Regions from separate parts of the Mus musculus genome. Here regions 1 and 2 are each linked to region 3. The links are chromatin contacts, called in public Hi-C and Micro-C maps. All regions are on one chromosome and are shown on one strand. The core of a region is the stretch at or near the end of the contact, and the rest is flanking DNA. Distances in the headings are between cores, read along the strand shown.

The links. Hi-C and Micro-C count contacts between places; a contact is called where the count stands out from the background.
Region 1: a contact with region 3 is called in a Micro-C map of embryonic stem cells, with 2.6 times the contacts expected there. The contact joins the enhancer-like site here to the promoter of Pds5b in region 3. A contact is called at or near these places in 3 of 484 Hi-C or Micro-C datasets (the N1E-115 cell line, embryonic stem cells and trophoblast stem cells) and 1 of 9 other capture datasets (pancreatic islet).
Region 2: a contact with region 3 is called in a Hi-C map of nephron progenitors, with 3 times the contacts expected there. The contact joins the enhancer-like site here to the promoter of Pds5b in region 3. A contact is called at or near these places in 3 of 39 promoter capture datasets (embryonic stem cells, hippocampal neurons and stem cell-derived epiblast-like cells), 1 of 15 datasets of contacts at CTCF or cohesin (embryonic stem cells), 9 of 484 Hi-C or Micro-C datasets (the Ba/F3 cell line, the HL-1 cell line, the N1E-115 cell line and 4 more) and 2 of 115 datasets of contacts at active chromatin or transcription factors (embryonic stem cells and stem cell-derived neural progenitor cells).

The regions. Positions count from the first base shown.
Region 1 is chr5:150,839,455-150,842,154 of GRCm38.p6, reverse strand. The region is part of intron 1 of Gm36447 (a long non-coding RNA gene); the gene reads right to left. Among named protein-coding and RNA genes, the nearest start is that of Gm36447, 26 kb to the right of the region's middle. Within about 2 kb of position 1,389, at least 117 of the 459 cell types and tissues checked have an H3K27ac peak or open chromatin away from gene starts, as enhancers often do. A contact at or near this core is called in the N1E-115 cell line, embryonic stem cells and trophoblast stem cells, where this site is marked.
Region 2 is chr5:150,911,149-150,913,927 of GRCm38.p6, reverse strand. No RefSeq gene overlaps it. Among named protein-coding and RNA genes, the nearest start is that of Kl, 40 kb to the left of the region's middle. Within about 2 kb of position 1,512, at least 28 of the 459 cell types and tissues checked have an H3K27ac peak or open chromatin away from gene starts, as enhancers often do. A contact at or near this core is called in liver and nephron progenitors, where this site is marked.
Region 3 is chr5:150,672,577-150,675,354 of GRCm38.p6, reverse strand. Pds5b (PDS5 cohesin associated factor B) reads right to left here and starts at 1,528. Exons shown (of 35, transcript NM_175310.6): 1 at 1,402-1,528. It overlaps Gm40353, which reads right to left. Exons shown (of 6, transcript XM_017321266.1): 2 at 1,387-1,614; 3 at 793-1,329.

The DNA.
Region 1 (2,700 bases), core at 140-2,639, 170 kb before region 3:
AGCGAGTGGAGATGACCAGAGCAAGCAGAGGTCCTAAAACTTCAATTCCCAACAACCACATAAAGACTCACAACCATCTGTTCAGCTACAGTGTACCAATATACATAAAATAAATAAATAAATCTTTAAAGGTAACTGGGGCCCAGGTCCCCATGCCGCCGAAAAGGACTGATAAGCCTGTCTCACAGTATAATTTAAATATGCTCTAGCCCTGGTCTTGGGCTCTAATAAATAATAAGGTAGCCTCAGGCACTGTGGGGAGGAAGTTAGGCTTGGCTCTTCTCTACTGAACTATAAATAAATCTATTTCCTTTATCAGTATCTAAATCCTAACTTACTTTAAAATGCAGGGAACCCATACAGCATGTATCTAAGTGCTGGTAACAAGAAGACAGGAAGTCTTGGGGATTCAGTAGAGAACATCGGACCAGGAAAATCATAGAGAGGAGCTGGCTGGCTGCAGTCTGGGTATCCCATCCCATCAGTAAGAATCACTAGGTATGTGTTACTCTTCTGCAGCTATGTAAAAATTTATCCTAAAATCCAGTGACTTAGAACAACTATTTCCTTCTTCACAGTTTCTACAAGTCAGGAAGCAGGAACTTACAGTAGCCTGCTTCTTTCTGTCTTCCACCAGGTTGTGGTTGAGGAATCAGTCAGTCCTCATCTGAAGGGTCAGCTAGAGATTGTCCACACCAAGTGCCATCACACTTACCTCCAAGTCTCCTCAGAGGAACTCTGCTTCCTGACTTTCTCAGTCAGGGTCCACTTGCCCTGGTGGGCTGGGCCTTCCTATATTAATTAACAAGAAAGTGCTCCGCACATGTCCACAGACTAATCTGATGGATATAGTTCCTCAATTGAGATTCCTTCTTGCTAGGCATGTCTAAGTCTGTGTCAAGTTGGATAGAAAAGAAAACAAACAACAACTATATATATATATATATATGTGTGTGTGTGTATGTATGTATGTATACACACACACACACATCCCAGCCCATGCGCAAGGCTTCCTAAGTTGAACAGGGCCAACAGAGTCTTGAAGAAATGTGTAACTTAGGGAGTGAAGACAAATTCATAAATAACTTTCTTGAGGCCGAAAAGCAGAAGAGATGGAAGTAAAAACTGCATAGACTGGAGAGGCAGCCTCCCGTGGGAAGCTAGGGTGGTATAACTCTGAAGGCTGGTCTGTTTGTTTACTCTTGTCAATGTGTAGTTCTGGCCTTGGGTCCCCGAGCTTTTGATGTGGCTCTGGTTTGTCTCCAAGCCACGTCACACAGTCAGATGCTGCAAACCTCTTGGCTTTAGAGAGCTTCCTTGTACTCCTGTGGGGCCTCCATGGGACCCTGTGCAGGAGGACTGTGTCTATAGACGGCGAGCTTCCCCTGTAGAAGGCGAGCTTCCCCTCGGGCAGCGGAAGCAGCTGAAACACAGGGTACAGCAGATCACCAGAGCTGCAACCCTGCCTTTGAAGTACACTGCGTCTTCTGGTCTTTAGCTCTTAGACACAAATGCCTTCGAAGAGCGGGTAGTACATTTTCTCAATGGCCAAGCGATTCCTTCATTGGAAGGAGGCATCGGAAGGTACTCAAATCATTCTGGGATAAATCTTTCCAAATCGAACCAGATGAGACTCAACAAAATCATGGCAGCTTTTAAAGCCCGCCCCAGAGGTCAACCACATCAGGCGCCTGAGCTCAGATTTGCTCACAAAGCTTCTGGAAGGGAAGTTGCCAGAACACCAACTGCGCGGAGGGGGGGGGGGGCGGGGGGCAAGCTTCCTGCCTTTTTCTGGCCCCTAGCCCCTAAAAAGAACCACACCCACCAAGGGACAGACTTCTCCTGAGGAAAAGAAAGTGATTTGCTGCAGGGGTGAAGTCTGAGAACATGCAGATAAGGAAGGAGGGAGGAGCAAGCTGGAGGGACTGCCATAGGACAGTCCCCAGCACTGGCAGCCTGGAGCTCTCTAAGGACCTTTGCATAATGCACTGCTGGGAGGGACAGCAAGAAAAACTGGCAAAGAGCCAGAACCCCAGTTAACTGCTCATTTGTAGTAACTCTGGACCCCAGGGCAACTACTTGATTCCAAGTGGCTTACAACCTTCATTAGTAAGACTGTGTCATAGAAGAGAAAGAAAATCCAAACCGGAAAAGCTGGGACTGGGGATTAGACCTCAGTCTCCCCTTTTCTCTTAATACCCAGGACCCTGGTGCACTCAAATCTGTCTCTAGGACGGGAGCCATCCCTGTGGCCAAGCTCTGCCCCCCACGTGCCTATGGTATGTGCCCTGCAAAACCTGGACTTGAACTACACAGGGTAGACAGGGCTCAGAAGTTTGCATAAAATGATCACGGAAATATACCTGAAGTGCAGACTTTTAAGACCCACCACAGGCCCAGAGAATCAAATCCTGCCTTGGAGAAGGCCTTCTGGAGGAGCCATACGCCCCTTAAGGTGTGTGGCTATAATTTGTCCTTAGGAGTTTATCCACAGATCTTTCCTAAAGTGCTACTGTGTGACAAGAGTGCCTACTATGTGACACTGAATCAACAACACCAGGAAAACAGATGAAGTCTCAAAGAGTACAGCTCATATGGGGCCTGGAGCATTACTTGGCCACTTCCTTTTAAATACTTTTTTGAAAAAGAGCTTATTTTCTTTCCCAGCTCCATTTCCTGCCTTCCAGGTGGCTCGGTTAC
Region 2 (2,779 bases), core at 263-2,762, 240 kb before region 3:
TCCCCCACCCCCACCCCCACCCCCGTGAGTCTGAGACACCCACTGACCTTAGAAGTCACTAGCTACACTCACTGGACACTTTCTATAGAAGGTGCTTCTATCACAGGCTTCCCTGTACTAGAAAGACCATGGCTGGGCATGAGAGATGGCTTAGCAGTTAAAAGCACTGGCTGCTCTTTCAGAGGACCTGGGTCCACTTCCCAACACCCTCAGGATGTCTCAAAACTGTCCTTAATCAGTTTCATAGGATCTGACACCCTTGCCTGGCCCCAATGGACACTGTATGGATATGGTGCACATATATAAATGCCAGAGAACAAAAAGCATCTGTACACATAAAATAAATGAATAAACACTAAAGGTTTCATTAACAAATATGATGTGAGTGGAGAAGAAGTTGACAAAGACAGCCCAGGAGCTTCACACTGTAGCTTTACTGTAGATAAGTCTCACTTTTACCTGTAGTTAAGGGGGCATGGAATTCTGGGAGATACTAAGATAAGAGGAATAAGGCCGGGCGTGGTGGTGCACGCCTTTAATCCCAGCACTCGGGAGGCAGAGGCAGGTGAATCTGAGTTCGAGGCCAGCCTGGTCTACAAAGTGAGTTCCAGGACAGCCAGGGCTATACAGAGAAACCCTGTCTCGAAAAAAACCAAAAAAAAAAAAAAAAAAAAAAAAAAAAAAAAGATAAGAGGAATATACAAAATAACTCTCAAGACTATACTTTCAGGGATCATTTCTATAGTCCGTTACAAAGTAACTCTCTGCAGAGCCTGGACTAGCATTAAACTCACTCTGTAGCGCAGGCTGGCCTTGAAACTGGGGTGGGTTTTCCTGCTCAGTCTCCTGAGTAGCTGGGACTATGGTAATGCACTACCTCACCTGGCTTTTCCCTGATTCTGATTTATGTAAAGCACTTTGAATTCTGTGTGCTGCTAACACTTAAAGGTTAAGTCAACCCCTCCATCCTTTTTCCCCTCCCACTGTTTTTCCCCCCTTAGTGAGATAAAAATTTTATTTTAAGCGACACACTGAAAGAAGTTAAAAATTAATTTGGAGAAATGACTACGGAATTCCAGGAATTAGTGAAGCTCGACAAGTCACACTGGGTGACCTTTCTGTTTTTTCCAGCAGACAGTCCAGATGGCGAGGTTTTCCAGGGCTGCACTTTGTGGGATGTCTGCTTGATTGTTTTTCCAAACTCGGAAAGAGGAAAACACACATATTTGTTAAAACAATAAAACCCCAACATCTTCAGTTAAAAGCAAGACTTGATCTTGCTGTGAGAACTAGTCACTTTGTATTTGCCAAGATTTTTTTTTTAATTTAATGTACCGCTCTTGTGTGTTTGTTTATTTTTATTTCACACACCTTCAGTGTGCAGACCTGTCTCTAAACTCTCAAGGATTCCAGGCATCTCCTCCACAACGTGTCCTGGCTCTAGGGTATGCATTTCCTTGTGTCTTCATGTGTACCTCCCCCACAGACACTGAGTGCCAAGAGTCCAGGGGCCATGTCTGCTTTGCCTCCTGCAGTCACCCAGGCTTCACATAAGGCCTGGCTGAGAGGAACTACATATAACAGGCTTTGACAGGTGGTCACAGTTAACCTTTACCATGGCCATGTGCAAGAGTACAAGGGAAAGTCGTGAGGCTGCAAGTGCAGAGAGCACTCAGGCAGGAGAGCCAGCCAGGGAGTATCTCACCTCTGTCTGCAGCTCATCTCCTATCACCAGGACTACTGACTACTGACTCTCTCTCAAGCACAGACACGGGACCCAGCTGATGCTCAGCTGTGAATGGGGTGCTGTGATTCCCCTGACTTCTTCCTCTCCATCCACACTGAACACTGCCCAGTGTTCTCCAGCACTTGACATCATGTGACCCTTTGCCTTCCTTCTAACCTCTTACCCTTCCCACCCTATCCCTACCCTCTCTATGCAAGTAAATCTCAACCCCTAAACTTGTAATTATTCCTGGACCTGGTGAGACAGTCACATAGAGACATGTTTAGTACTAACACTCCCAGATTTAGCCCCCCCCCCAATTAAGTCTGTTCTTAAGTGACAAACCACACTCACTAGGCTTGCTGGAGATATCAAATTTGATAGATACAGAGTAAGGTCCAATCTGAGAGAACAGCAAACATTCACAGAGTGACTGAGTTGCCAGCATGTCTTCCCAGTTTGTCTCCTTTGATCCTCATGGCTTGTGGAGGTGAGAGAGTACACAACCATGGTCTTTTTTTTTTCTTTTTTTTTTTTTAAGATTTATTTATTATATGTAAATACACTGTAGCTGTCTTCAGACACACCAGAAGAGGGCATCAGATCTCATTACAGATGGTTGTGAGCCACCATGTGGTTGCTGGGATTTGAACTTAGGACCTTTGGAAGAGCAGTTAATGCTCTTAACCACTGAGCCATCTCTCCAGCCCAGCTGTGGTCTTTCTAATATAGGGAAGCCTGTACTATTTGTTTGCTTTCCTAGGGCTACACATGAGGAAGGGAAGGGTGCTAGGGCCACACACCTCTAAGATGACTGCTGTCTTCAAACCATGACTTAATATTAGTCCTGTCATTATGGAAACCAGTGCAGTCACCAAGAATATGAAGAACAAATTTCCATGTGATCCAGCAATTCCCAGTCCCAAAGGAAAATAACTCAGTACATCAAAGGGCAGTTTCACTCCCATATTTATTGAAGCTTTGTTCTCAACAGCCAGGATAACAGTCCATCAACAGATGAGTTAAGAAATGCAGAATGCAGACACAGCCGGG
Region 3 (2,778 bases), core at 279-2,778:
TTACCTCCAAACTCGCCGCTGTAAAATCAGTTAGGTATTATGCTGTCACCATGAAATGGAAGATTACCTGTTCCACAGCGGCCTGCCATAGCTCCCAAGTGTTCACTCTACTAAAGTCCCCCAAACACTAGCATCTGACATGTCTAGTGCACAGCCAAGAGATAGCCTCTGAAACCCGCGCTTGTGCCAACTTAGTTGACTTTCACAAAAGTTAACACAGAAAACACCCCCTCGTGGAACTGTTAACTACATGTGCTGAGAACAATGCTTAAATTGCCCTTCTCCACTTCAGTCATCATAAGTTAGCTACAGCCCACCTCCTACACTACATACACCTGGCTTTTAAAAGGTTATTTCGTTGAAGTCCACAGGCCTCCCCAACTCTCTCAGGACCTCAGACCAACCTTCAAAAATGAAACAATACTTCCAAAGCTTCAACAAGTATTCAACAGAGAGACCGCTCCTTGGAGCGATTACAGCCACCCATCAGTTCCTAACTCTAGTATCAAAGGAGCATTCTTTGAAATCAAAAATATGGGGGGGGGGGGGGGCTTTTAAATCTTGGTAGGGTTCCTGAGGATGGAGCGAACGAATCACTCTTCTTTCAAACCCCTCGGGAGTTCGTACTGGAATAGCATGCAGCGCTGAAGAGCAGGTGCTGAATTTCGGGGTTCCGTCGACCCTGCAAACACCTGTCGGCTGCATGCTACATGCCTGCTCCTATGTGCAAACATCACATTTGCTCTTCAACGTACAGAGCAAAAACCGAAACAAAACAAAAAGCAGACCCACAGCCACAGCCGCCGCCAACGCCGCCAACACCAACGCCGCCGCCGCCAGGGCTTCTCCCGGACCGCAAACTTTTAGAGTGTCAGTGGAATAACGGTGCAGAGGCGGGCGGGCGAGCCCGCACCGCACACTGTCCGTACCGCCGTGGGGCTGCACCCGCGGTCGCCCGAGGACTCTCTCTCTCTCTCTCTCTCTCTCTCTCTGACTCTCTCTGACTCTCTCCTCTTTCTCTCTCTCTCTCTCTCTCGCTCTCGCTCTCTCGGCCGGCTCCCGGCTCTTCCCCGACTCCCGAGCAGTGCGGCGCGCCTCCCCTCGCGCCGGGCCCGCAGGCAGCCGGAAGGGGGAAGCGGCGCGGGGGGCTTCTCTCCAGGGGGAGGAGAGGGGAGGGGGAGGGGCGCGGCCGCGGCCCCCGCAAAGGTCACTCCGGGCCGGCGCCAGCCGCGGCCCGCGGCCTCCCCGCCCCCGGCCCCACCGCAGCCCCGCTGGGACACCGGGACACGCGAGGCTCAGCGGGCGACGGCTCCACGCGCGCACGCCCCGCTAGAAAAATGGAGCGTGGGGCGCTGAGGCGATGAAGAGGCGCTCCCTTTCCGTTACCCGAGTCGCTCCTACCTCCGGTCGCCCGGCTCCTACACTCCTCGCGCTCCTCCGATCTCGGGGATCCGCCGCCCTCGCCGCCGCCGCCGCCGCCGCCGCATCCAATCGCCTCCTCCCGCCCCCCCTCCCCTTCCGCAGCCAGTCCAGGCCGTTCCTCCGCCTCTCCGCTTCAAAATGGCGCCAAGAGCAGCTCCGCGGCTGCTCCAATCGAACCGCGGCGGACAGCGCCTGGGGGGCAGGCAGAGCGCCGCGTGGGTTCTCAGCGCCCCCTACCGGCCGCACGGCTTCTCGCTCAGGCGCGTGCGCACGCGCTCCTCAGCCCGCGCTCCGGGCTCCGCCCCACACACCCGGGGGCGCGCACGCGCAGGCTCCGCCCTGCTGGCGCGGCCTCCTCTGTCTCCTTGGCAGCAGAGTGATGGGCAGCTGTCAGTGCGTTCTCTCAGCTTGGACTCAGCCTCCCAGGCTTTGGCGGGAAATCTGTAGATAGCTGAACTCCGCTGGCTTTGGCTTTTTTTTTTCTTTCCTTTTTTGGATGAGGCTTTTTTTTTTTTCTTTCCTTTTTCTTTCCTTTGCCGCCCTAGCTGGCCTGTGGAGCTCACTGTGTACACCAGGCTACACATGATCTTACCATGTAGACCAGGCTGCCCTCGAGTTCAGAGATCTGCCTGCCTCTGCTTCTGCCTCCTTAGTACTGGCATTTTCCCTACGCCCGGCCTTTTTTTTTTTTTTTAATTTCTAAAAAAAAAAAAAGGAGGGGGACGGCGAGATGGTTCAACGGGTTAGAGCACCGATTGCTCTTCCGAAGGTCCTGAGTTCAAACCCCAGCAACCACATGGTGGATCACAACCACCCATAATGAGATCTGACACCCACCATCTTCTGGAGCGAGAGGGTGCCAACTGGAGTGAGTAGAGGTCCTAAGTTCAATTCCCCAACAACCACATGAAGGCTCACAGCCATCTGTATAGCTATAGTGTACTCATACACATAAAATAAAAAATAAATGTGTATTATTTTATTTGAGAATACGCTCTCACTATGCAGCCCTGACTGGCCTAGAAATCACTATATAACCCAGGCTAGGCTCCATCCTCCAGCCACTGCCTTCCCAATGCTGGGACTAAAGGTATGTGCCACCACTCCTGGCTTTTTTTGTTGTTTTGTCTTGTTTTGTTAGATAGGGTCTCACTATGTAGCTCTGTCTGGGTCTGGAGCTCACAGAGACCCACCTGCCTCTGCCTCTATGCCTCTGCCTCCCAAGTGCTAGAATTAAAGGTGTATTCCACCTCTTGTGCGATGTTTTAAACCCTGTGGTGCAGCACAGATTATGTGCTGTGTAAATGAAAGATTATTAATGTCTACATGGCTCCTCACCGGTTGGTGGACCTAGGG